3 separate regions of the Pan troglodytes genome follow, and regions 1 and 3 are each linked to region 2. Evidence: chromatin contacts called from public HiChIP or PLAC-seq data. All regions are on one chromosome and are shown on one strand. The core of a region is the stretch at or near the end of the contact, and the rest is flanking DNA. Distances in the headings are between cores, read along the strand shown. Region 1 holds the start of AHCY (adenosylhomocysteinase). Region 2 holds the start of DYNLRB1 (dynein light chain roadblock-type 1). Region 3 holds the start of ITCH (itchy E3 ubiquitin protein ligase).

Region 1 (3,920 bases), core at 1,098-3,597, 220 kb after region 2:
TCAAGTGAGACCAATACATTTACTATGTCATAGAAGACCTTAATTCTTATTTTTATTTTTTATTTTTTGAGACAAGAGTCTCCCTCCGTCGCCCAGGCCGGAGTGCAGTGGTGCGATCTCGGCTCACTGCAAGCTCGGCCTCCCGGGTTCACGCCATTCTCCTGCCTCAGCCTCGCGAGTAGCTGGGACTACAGGCTCCCGACACCACGCCCAGCTAATTTTTTTTTTTTTTTTTGTATTTTTAGTAGAGATGGGGTTTTACCCTGTTAGCCAGGATGGTCTCGATTTCCTGACCCCGTGATCCGCCCGCCTCGGCCTCCCAATGTGCTGGGATTACAGGCGTGAGCCACGCGCCCGGCCAGAAGAGTTTAATTCTTTTCTCATTTTTAGGTTAAAAAATGAGTAGAGGCCGGGCACGGTGGCTCACGCCAGTAATCCCAGCACTTTGGGAGGCAGAGGCTGGCGGATCACCTGAGGTCGGGAATTCGAGATTAGCCTGACCAATATGGAGAAACCCCGTCTCTACTAAAAATACAAAATTAGCCAGGCGTGGTGGCTTATGCCTGTAATCCCAGCTACTCGGGAGGCTGAGGCAAGAGAATCGCTTGAATCCGGGAGGCAGAGGTTGGAGTGAGCCAAGATCATGCCATTGCACTCCAGCCTGGGCAACAAGCGCCAAACTCTGTCTCAAAAAAAGAAAAAACAAAATTAGCCAGGTGTGGTGGTGCGTGCCTGTAATCCAAGCTACTCGGGAGGCTGAGGCAGGAGAATTGCTTGAACCCGGGAGGTGGAGGTTGCAGCGAGCCTAGATGGTGCCACTGCACTCCAGTGTGGGCGACAGAGTGAGACTCCATTAAAAAAAAAAAATTCAGGGGAAAAAAAGCAATTAAAAAAACATAACTATAAAAATAATACAAATTACAAAACAACTATTTACATAGCATTTACATTATATTAGTTATAAGTAATCTAGAGATGATTAAAGTGTACGGAGGAATGTGCATAGGTTATATGCCAATACTGCCTCATTTTATATGAGGGACTTGAGCATAGAAGGGTTTTGGAGTCCACAGAGGTCCTGAAACCAATTCCCCCTTCCCATGCCTAGGATGACTGAATTATACAGCAGCAAAAATGAATATACTCAAGCTATATGCATGAGTCTCATAAATATAATGCTCACAGAAAAAAGCAAGTTGCAGAAGGGTAAATACGGTTGATATATAAAGGTGCTAAACACAGAAAGAACTATTTAATGATATACGGATGCAGTAAAAGTATAAGAAATGTATGCAAACTTACTTAAATTCAGGGTGGTGGTTACTTGGAGTAAGGCGAATGTTTGGGATGTCAGTAGGTACCTGACAAATGGCAACTTAACTTTGTTTTGGTTTTTTTGAGATAGGGTCTTGCCCTTTCGCCCAGGCTCAAGTGCTGTGGTGGGATGATAGCTCACTGCAGCCTCGATCTCCAGGCTCAAAAGATCCTCCCTCCCGCCTCAGCGTCCCAAGTAGCTGGGACCACAAGCGCGCGCCACCACGCCCGGCTAATTTTTAATTTTTTTTTGTAGAGTTGAGGTCTCACTGTGTTGCCCAGGATGGTCTTGAACTCCTGGGCTCAAGCGATCCTCCCGCCTTGGCCTCCCAAAGTGCTGGGATTACAGGTGTGAGCCACCGCGCCTGGCCTGCAACTTTACTTATAATAATCTGTGTGGCAGATGTCATTTGGCCCATTTTATAGATGAGGAAATTGAGGCACAGGGAAGTGAACTGGCGGAATTTCAGTTCCGCTGGGTTTTGACACTGAATCAACTGGCTGAACCAGCGAGAGGACGGCCCGGCTGGCTCTCAGGCCTCTCCCGGCGCTCCCTTCCGGACCGGTGAGTGAGACTCCTGGGGCCACGCCTTGTGAAATTCTGAGGCTTCTTTTCAGGGATCGAAATCCCCTCCCGGCTCCGCCCTGCGCGTTGGGCCCCGCCCCAGCGTGTCATGAATATGCAAGTGCGAGGAAGATATTTAAAGGCGTCGGCGCCACGCGCATATCCCTGCCCGGCGCTGCCCGCCCAGTTCCTGTTCCCAGACTGAGGCCCAGCCCCCTTCGCCCGTTTCCATCACGAGTGCCGCCAGCATGTCTGACAAACTGCCCTACAAAGTCGGTGAGTCCCAGGACCTGCAGCCGGTTGCGGCCGCCCGGGGCTTGTTCGTGGCGGGGGCTGCAGGGCCGACTCGGGGCGCTCTGGACCCCCTGGAATCGCAGCCTCGGCGCGTTTCTGGCCGCGCGAAGCCACCTGGAAGTTGGAGTTCTCGCGCGGCCATGAGCGGGCCGTTCCGGGTGGCCGTGGACTACAAGTCCCAGCATGCCCCGCGACGCCGGGGCCGCCGCGCGGTCTGCGAGCCGCAAACTGGCGGCGTGCTCCGCGGGAGAGCACACCTGGCCACGGCCTGGTACGGCTGGCACCTGCCGGACCCTGCTCGGGGGGCCTGCGCCCGGCCTCCTAGGCCTGGACCGGACCCTGTCCAGCTGGGCGGCCCCGACGAGCGTCCACCCCTCTCTGGGCCTCCTACAGGGACGGCGAGGGCACCCCGGAGGGTGTATGAGGAGAGGCCTGGAAAGCGAGCCCCAGGCCGGCTCGGGTCCTCCTCTCCCCTGGGACTTTGGGCCAGTTACCCAACCTGTGGGGTCCCCCACCCCGCCAGCAGGGGCAGCCTTGCCGAAATCTCGAAGAAAATTTGGAGTGGTTTGAAAAATCCTGCTGTCCCACCGATTGAAGTGTAATACAGGGATAGTTAACGTTTACTTAGTGTTTCCTGTGGGATCGGCACTGCCTTCTAGCTTTATTCTAGTCTCATGGCTCTGTAGGGAAACTTCTCATTTTATGATGAGAATCCTGAGGCAGAGGTAACTTGCCCTCAGTCTTACAGCTGGTGGTGATGGAGCAAGATTGGAACGCAGGCCATCTAGATCTCTGAGCGCACCCTTTCACCACTGTGTGCAAGCGAATACACGCGGAACAATCCTAGTGAATTTTCAGCAAAAACCAGTTCAGTTTGGCTGGTAGCTTTTCAAGTAACTTTGACACTATTGGACTGGGTGTGGTGGCTCACCCCTGTAGTCCCAGCACTTTGAGAGGCCGAGGTGGGCGAATCACTTGAGGTCAAGAGTTTGAGACCAGCCTGGCCAACGTGGTGAAACGCTATCTCTACCAAAAATACAAAAACTAGCTGGGCGTGGTGGCGGGCGCCTTCATTCCCAGCTACTCGGGAGGCTGAGGCAGGAGGACTGTTTGAGCCGGGGAGACGGAGGTTGCAGTGAGCCAAGATTGCACCACCACACTCCAACCTGTGCAACAGAGCAAGACCCTGTCCCAAAAAAAAAACAAACAAAAAAAGACACTATTAAGTCTGGAGAATGCCATCCACATTTATGGAAACACTTGCTGTATATCTGGTGATTTACGTGTGTTTACACAATAATCTTCATAGAGGTGGACGTAATCCCGTTATATAGAGCATGAAACTGAGGCCCTTGGGAGGTGACTTGCAAAGATTCTGTTGAAGTAGTTCATCAAGTTGCTACCAGAGTAGACTGTCTCCATTGTGTGGATGCTGAAACTGAACCCAGAAAGGTTATGTGAAGGTCACATCAATAGTAGAGCTGGAATGGGGGCTTGTCATACTGTGGAGAGATTAGTGGGTCAGGATTGGGGCCATTGGGTTGTGTGGGTGGAGATAAAGCTGGATTTGGGAAATGGGGAGCTTAGCTGGGTGGGGCTAGAGGAAGGAGGCCCTGCTGTATGCCAGATCTTGATCATATGGCATTATCTTTACTTAAGGCGCATAGCAAGCTAGGGATGATTATCCACACTTTACAGATGAAGAAACTGATGTTTACAGGGGCTCTTGCTGTTCCTCTTGGCTTGT
Region 2 (3,692 bases), core at 916-3,415:
TACTAAAAATACAAAAAATTAGCTGGGCGTGGTGGTGGGCGCCTGTAGTCCCAGCTACTCGGGAGGCTGAGGCGGGAGAATCACTTGAACCTGGGAGGCGGAGGTGGCAGTGAACTAAGATGGTGCCACTGCACTCCAGCCTGAGCGACAGAGAGACACTCCATCTCAAAAAAAAAAAAAAAAAAAAAAAAAAAAAAGAATGTTTAAGGTGATGGATATTCTATAATAAATATAGCCTGATTTGATCATTACACATCATATGCATGTATCAAAATATTACATGTATATCTACAACATAAATGTGTACAACTATTATATATCAATTTTTTTTACAGCTTAAGAAGTGATGTGAAAAATGAAGTTATACATATTTGAAGCATTATTACATGTTTGTAATGATGTGGAGATATTGTGGTGTAATAATGAAAAACACAGAACCCACAATTGCACATTCAATAGGGGCTAAACTGTATAAACCAAAAACAAGCAAAAAAGACTAGAAGTCATATGACTACTGTAAGTGGTTGCCTCTAGGTGATGACACGGTTTCTTTTTTCAATTTTTTAATTACAAGCTCTAGATTTCTAAATAAGATTTTTGAAAAAGTAATATGTTCACATGGCTTAAAATTTAAAACTTTTTCAAATTTTGCCCAAGCTGTGAGGATTACAAACACAAAACCTGTAATGGCGTTGAGAACCCACAACTGCAGCAAGCAAGGTAGAAAGCAAGCTTTGGGATCCCCAAGAGCAGACCCCGCCCGTTCCTGACTCTGGCACCCAGTCCCAGCGGCTAGAAAGAACCACGCCGACAGAGTGGCGGCCGTCAAGCTTCTAGGGTTCAAATCCATCTCCACTATTTTCTGGGGCAAAGCACTTGGCTTCTCGGGGCGCTGAATAACAGATATGTATAACAAAATGGGACTAAAGATTGTATCTACCTCACAGAGCTGGGAGGAGGCGGAGGAAATACAAGATACATAAAGTGCTTGGCAGAGCCTGCCACAAACTGAGCTCCCGGGAAACGTTGGCAAGGTTGCCATCGCGCACCAAGGCCCCAAAACTCTAGGCTGCAGGGCCGCCGCCCACCCCTCGCCCATCATCTCTTCCTGGCCGAGGCTGGGCTCCTGCTTCCGGTCAAGGGGCAGCGGGATCCGGCGGCCCCGCCTCGGTCAGGCTCTAGAGGCCTCCGCCGCCGGGTTCCACCCTCAAGTCGGCTGGGGCCCGGGCCCGGCCACGCCCAGCCACCACCGATTCCCTGTCCGGAGCTCTGAGATCCCCTCATCCTCGGAAGACTGAAAGCCTGGCGTGGGGTGGTGGGCGGCCGCCAGCCACAAGACCCCGGCGCACGCTCACCATTTCCGACCGATCCGGTAGCCCCGCGTAGCGAACACTTAGCCCAGTCCTGTGCCTTTCTGCGCCTGCGCAAAGGTTTCTGTCAAAACGGACAGCTCTAGCTGCCTATCAGGAGCCAGCGTGAGGCGGGGGCGGGCGAGCCGATCTTGGCTCCGCCAGGATTCTTGGAAAATCTGCTTTCCACTGTGGCAAAGCGAAAAGCTAAGGAGCAGTGCGCTAAGCTGTGGAAAATTCCCAACTCTAGCCGTGCAGAAAAGATGCTGGTTCTGGCTGGACGCGGTGGCTTACGCCTGTAATTCCAGCACTTTGGGAGGCCGAGTCGGAAGGATTGCTTGAGCCCAAGAGTTCGAGATCAGCCTGGGCAACATGGAGAGACCCCTTCTCTACTAAAAAATAAACAAAATTAGCCGGGCGTGGTGGCGCGCTCGTGTAGTTCCAGCTACTCCAGAGGCTGAGGTAGGAGGATCGCCTGACCAGGAGTTCGAGGCTGCAGTGAGCCGAGATTGCGCCACTGCACTCCAGCCTGGGCGACAGAGCAAGAGACCCTGACTAAAACAAAACAAAACAAAAACCATGCTGGTTCTCGGTATCGGAAGAGGCTTTCAGTGCTGGTTCTCGGTATCGGAAGAGGCTTTCAGCTCTCAATGGAGGTCTAAGCTGGTTCTGGAGTCCCTGAGTGGAGCGTGGTGGGAGGGTATGAAGGCAAGTGGGACGGTTGCTGAGACCCGCTTTGCGCCCAGACTGAGGCAGAGAGAGGCCCAGGGCCAAAATGCGCTTCGGGATCGGGCAGGCCTGGGGTGGGGCTGGAGTCAGGTACCTCTGGAGTCTCCGGGTAAGATGCCGTGCAAGCTCGGAGATGAATTGGTTAGGGCTGCCCTGGGAGTCTTTAGAATCCGAGCTCAGCCCCGCCTCGCGTTACCTAGCAGAAGGCACTTCACATCTGTGTGTTCTGTCTTGTTCTCACCTCTGAAAGGGGGACTCTTCCCAGAGCCCTGTGTTGTCCTGTTCCCGCAGGCCGCAAACGTTTCTGGGTCCTCTAGGAGTAAATAACTTCTGTTAAAACATGCTGCCGTTTAGTGAACCCTGTGCCACATTACTGTGCTGAACACGCACATAACGTTATCTCCGGTAGCTTCAGGGAAGTATCGGTAACCTCGATACTTTATAAATGCTGTTTCTCCCAGGCACTGTAGCTTGCTGGATTCAACGATGATCTAACTCCAAAGTTTCATTCCACAGTAGCTGCTCTTCAGTGAGGAAGGATTTGGTTCTCCTTCCAGGAGTGTCTGCATGTTAAGAGGATTGACTTTACTGCGAAGAAACCTAGCAGACACCACCGTAACCAGATCAAAGTTAGTATTACTGGCAAGGGGAGATATTGATGCCGTGTGCCCCGATAAAAATGCGTTAAGGGCACATCACCTCCGAGTCATTTTCCACAAAAACTCCCAGCCTTAAACCATGAGAAAACTTCACTAAATCCAGTGTGAGGGATGTTCTACAAGATACCTGTACCCCGCCCCCGCCCCCCAAAATCTCAAAGTCATGAAAGCAAGGAATGAATGCGGAACTGTCACAGATTAGAGGAGTAAGGAGAAAGAAAAATAACATGGGTGGGAAAATTGGTGAAATCTGAGTAAGGGCTGTAGTTTAGTGTTATTTTTACCAGTGTTAATTTATTAGTTTTGGTAATTCTAGCATGGTTATGTGGGATCATAACATTGGAGAAAGCTGGGTGAAGACTGTGCAGGAACTCTTAACCATTTTTGCAACAGCTCTGTAAATGTAAAATTATTTCAAAATAAATTTTTAAAAGGACTGGATCCAAAGGAATTTCTATTGAATGCTGGAAACATTAGGAAAGCATTTAGCAAGGGGAAGAAGTGCTGCAGAGACTGGACCCTAAAACATCCTGGAAGATAAGCACTGGAAGAATCACCACTGTCTTGCCCATGGAAAACCAGACTGAGAGGAGTGAAAGGATTTTAACAGATTACAATCCCAGAAGCAAAAAAGAGAATGGCCAATAGTTCATGTGACAGGAGCCAAAATGAGAATGGAGGAGCTGGAATAGGACCAAGAATGTCCCGGAGTGGCAGGCTTACAAACTTTAAGAGTTTTGGCCCGGCGCAGTGGCTCACACCTGTAATCTCAGCACTTTGGGAGGCCAAGGCGGGCGGATCACGAGGTCAGGAGTTCGAGACCAGTCTGGCCAACATAGTGAAAGCCCCTCTACTAAAAATACACAAAAAATTAGCCGGGGGTGGTGGTGTGCGCCTGTAACCCCAGCTATTCGGGGAGGCTGAGGCAGGAGAATCGCGTGAACCCAGGAGGCGG
Region 3 (3,553 bases), core at 642-3,141, 150 kb after region 2:
CACCTCAGCCTCCTGAGTATCTGGGACCACAGGCGCCCGCCACCACACCCGGCAAATCTTTGTATTTTTTGTAGAGACGGGGTTTCACGATGTTGCCCAGGCTGACCTCCAATTCCTGGGCTCACGTAATCCGCCCACCTCAGCCTCCCAAATTGCTGGGATTACAGGCGTGAGCCACCACACCCATCCCATTGCTTTTTTTTTTTTTTTTTTTTTTTTTTTTGAGACGGAGTCTCTCTCTGTCGCCCAGGCTGGAGTGCAGCAGCAAGATCTCGGCTCACTGCAGCCTCCACCTCCCGGGTTCAAGCCATTCTCCTGCCTCAGCCTCCCTAGTAGCTGGGACTACAGGCGCGCGCCACCACGCCCAGGATTTTTTTTTTTTTTTTTTTTGTATTTTTAGTAGAGACGGGGTTTCACCATGTTGGCCAGGATGGTCTCGAACTCCTGACCTCATGATCTGCCCGCCTCGGCCTCCCAAAGTGCTGGGATTACAGGCGTGAGCCACACACAGCACTCGGCCCATTTCTTAATCTTAAAAATAAATCGTAGCTTAAATAAACCTGTAAATACACATAGCAAGCTCTCAGCAGATCTGCCATGAGAACTTCACCTCAACTGATAAACCATTCCTTAGCCGATTTTGAGAATGGAAATACACTGCCTTTACATACTTCCTGAAGATCGAATTCTATCAGGAAAAGATGCAGGAGAACCCACCTAAGTGGGTGGCTGGCTCCAGGGTCTTACTAATTTTCAAGGCAAAAATCCCACAATTCCCCATCCCCCACTCCAAACCAAGTATACTGCAGCTGTGGAAGAATGGCAGAAAATGTAATAAGATTAGGATACGAATACAACCAAGAAAACAAGGTTGCGTTGTAATTGGGGATAATGAATTCCTGGCCCTTTACAAGTTCACCTGGTTACATGTCCAACTAACTTTAGGCCCAGCGTCTACTTCGGGCGCACAAATTCTGCGATTCTCTTTTCTGTCGCGGACGGGAACTGTCTTGGAAAACTTGAGTTCTCCACTTAAAAGTCATGTCATCATGTTTCGACCCTTAGAATACGTTCAACGGCTACTTTTTTCTTTTCTCTGCTAAAGAAAAGGGCACTCTCCGGAGGAAGGGCAGTGACAGCTCCACGTCTGCAAAAGTCGGCGCCGCCACGACGGTGGCGGACGTCGGGGAGGGCGCCGGAGCCGGGACCACCACGCCGGGGGGACAATGGAAGGAGGAGGCGAGTGGGAGAGAGAAGGGGAGGCAGCCGCTGTGCTGGGCCCTTCTAGCGACTGGGGGCTCGGAAAAGTCTCGAGAAGGCCAGCTGGGTGGCGGGGGACCCGGCCGCCGCCCCTCACAGGGCCACGTCGCCCGCGCCGGCCCCGGCCGCCGGGCCCCGCGCGTAGGCCGAACCGCTGGAGAGTGGCCCCAGGCGGGGCTGAGGGGCGAGGGGCCGGACGGTTCCCACGCCCGTCGTGGCCCAGCCCTTTCACAACTTGGAGCCCGCGAGGCGAAGGCCTCCGGGAGCCTGTGCCAGACATTGATCCCTCCGAACGTCCAGACAACCCACCCCCACCGCCCGGCCCGGGCCAGTAGCCCGAGCTCCCCGCGCCCCCGACAGACACCGGCTCTGGAAGAAGGAGCAGCCGCGGCTCTGGGGTCCCGACCCGCGCGTCCCACTCCTCTACCCTAGTTCTCCCCGAACATTCTCATCCGGACTCCCTCCCTCTCCCGAGAACTGCCCCGAGTTCGCCCACGGGTGTTTACCGGGACTCGGGGCGGCGGCGACTCCTCAGTCCCTAGACTAAGATGGCAGCCGGTCCCGAGCCCCGACCACAGCTACTAGAGCGAGTTAGCAGCTAAAGCGCAGGCGCCTGAGCGCGGAAGTGGCCTAGACTACAAGCCCCAGCAGGCCTTGCGCGCCAGCCGTCCGGCCCGCCCCTGGCTTGAAGAGCTGGCTGCGGTGGTAAATCAGTTAAATCCCAGTTTTCCTCAGCTCCAGATGAGATGGGCGCGAGCGGCTCCCAGCACCTCCAGGCTTTTTTTTTTTTTTTTTAACACCCCGCCCACCAGAGCCTATAAGGACTGTGATTCTCAAACTATGGTGTGCATCAGAATCACCTAGAGAGCTTATTAAAACTTACACTGCTGACCCCCACCCCCAGAGTTTCTGATCAGAAGATCTGGCATAGGAGGATAGGGTCTGATAATTTGCATGTCCAACAAGCTCTCTAGTGATACTGCTAGCGAGTGAAATCATAATTTGAGAACCAATGGGCTATATAGGTTAGTTTATAACTTAGTTGTTCTTTTTTCTTTTTCTTTTTTTTTCTTCTTTTTGAGATAAGGTCTCACCCTTCACCCAGGCTGGAGTGCAGTGGTGCAGTCATAGCTCACTACAGCCTCACACTCCTGGGCTCAAGCGAGCCTCCCACCTGGGCCTCCTGAGTAGCTGGGACAGCAGGTGAGCACCACCACACCCGACTAATTTTGTTCTATTCTTTGTAGAGATGGGGATGGGGTGGGGTGCGGATGGGATGGGGCGGGGATAGGGCCACGGTGTCGCCATGTTGCCCAGGCTGGTCTCCAACTCCTGGGCTCAAGCGATACTCCCTCCTCGGGCCTCCCAATCGCTGAGATTACAGATGTGAGCCACTGCACCTGGCCTGGCTTAGCCTTTAACAATGTACATTGAAGGCCGTGGTTAAAAAGAAAATAAAAGAAAAAAAATGTACACTTGAGAGTTACACTGACCGGATTCAAATCCTCCCTTTTCTACCTTTTAACTGGGTGCCCTTAGGGATGATGACAACAGCTTAGTGGAGCCAACGTGGCCTGGCCGGTATTCTAAGAGCTGATACCAAGCTCCCTTTATTCTCACAACAAACCTATTACAGAAATACCATTATTATCCCCATTTTACAAATATATAAACTAAGTCACATACTTGATAAGAACCCAGGCAGTCTGGTGTGAAAGTCCGTTGTCTTAACCTTCTTCATGGATTGCTTGTGAGAAATAATAGGCTATGCAAGCAGAGACTCAGAGGTATGACTAAGTGCTCAATACTTAGTGACCTTTGCTATTACTGTTTAGCCTGTTTCCTCCTAATGAAAATAGTATTTTGCCATCTGGAAAGTCACTTACATTTTTCAAAGTGACTTTTTTTTTTTTTTTTTTTGAGACAGAGTCTTGCTCTGTCACCCAACCTGGAGTGCAGCGGTGCAATCATAGCTCACTGCAGCCAACCTCCTGGGCTCAAGTGATCCTCTCACCTCAGCTTCCTGAGTAGCTGGGACTCCAGGCTCAAGCCACCACACTAGCCTAATTGTTTTTATTTTTGTAGAGACGTGGACTCCCTGTGTTGCCCAGGCTGTTCTCAGACTCCTAGGCTTGGCTAGGGTCAGTGGCTTACACCTGTAATCCCAGGAGTTAGGGAGGCCAAGGCAGGCAAATCACTTGAGGTCAGGAGTTTGAGACCAGTCTGGCCAACATGGTGAAACCCCGTCTCTTTTTTTTTTTTTTTTTTTTTTTTTTTGAGACAGAGTATTGCT

The links. HiChIP or PLAC-seq counts read pairs in DNA pulled down with a chosen protein or histone mark.
Region 1: a contact with region 2 is called in an H3K4me3 HiChIP or PLAC-seq map of stem cell-derived excitatory neurons, with 5 times the contacts expected there. The contact joins the promoter of AHCY here to the promoter of DYNLRB1 in region 2. A contact is called at or near these places in 4 of 7 Hi-C or Micro-C datasets (blood, induced pluripotent stem cells and stem cell-derived neural progenitor cells), 1 of 1 datasets of contacts at active chromatin or transcription factors (stem cell-derived excitatory neurons) and 1 of 1 other capture datasets (stem cell-derived neural stem cells).
Region 3: a contact with region 2 is called in an H3K4me3 HiChIP or PLAC-seq map of stem cell-derived excitatory neurons, with 2.6 times the contacts expected there. The contact joins the promoter of ITCH here to the promoter of DYNLRB1 in region 2. A contact is called at or near these places in 1 of 7 Hi-C or Micro-C datasets (stem cell-derived neural progenitor cells) and 1 of 1 datasets of contacts at active chromatin or transcription factors (stem cell-derived excitatory neurons).

Annotation. Positions count from the first base shown.
Region 1 is chr21:40,533,019-40,536,938 of NHGRI_mPanTro3-v2.0_pri, reverse strand. It overlaps AHCY (adenosylhomocysteinase), which reads left to right and starts at 2,347. Exons shown (of 10, transcript NM_001280434.1): 1 at 2,347-2,444. The coding sequence starts at 2,357.
Region 2 is chr21:40,754,426-40,758,117 of NHGRI_mPanTro3-v2.0_pri, reverse strand. It overlaps DYNLRB1 (dynein light chain roadblock-type 1), which reads right to left and starts at 2,165. Exons shown (of 4, transcript XM_514596.6): 1 at 1,356-2,165. The coding sequence starts at 1,358.
Region 3 is chr21:40,599,518-40,603,070 of NHGRI_mPanTro3-v2.0_pri, reverse strand. It overlaps ITCH (itchy E3 ubiquitin protein ligase), which reads right to left and starts at 1,891. Exons shown (of 25, transcript XM_003954427.6): 1 at 1,767-1,891.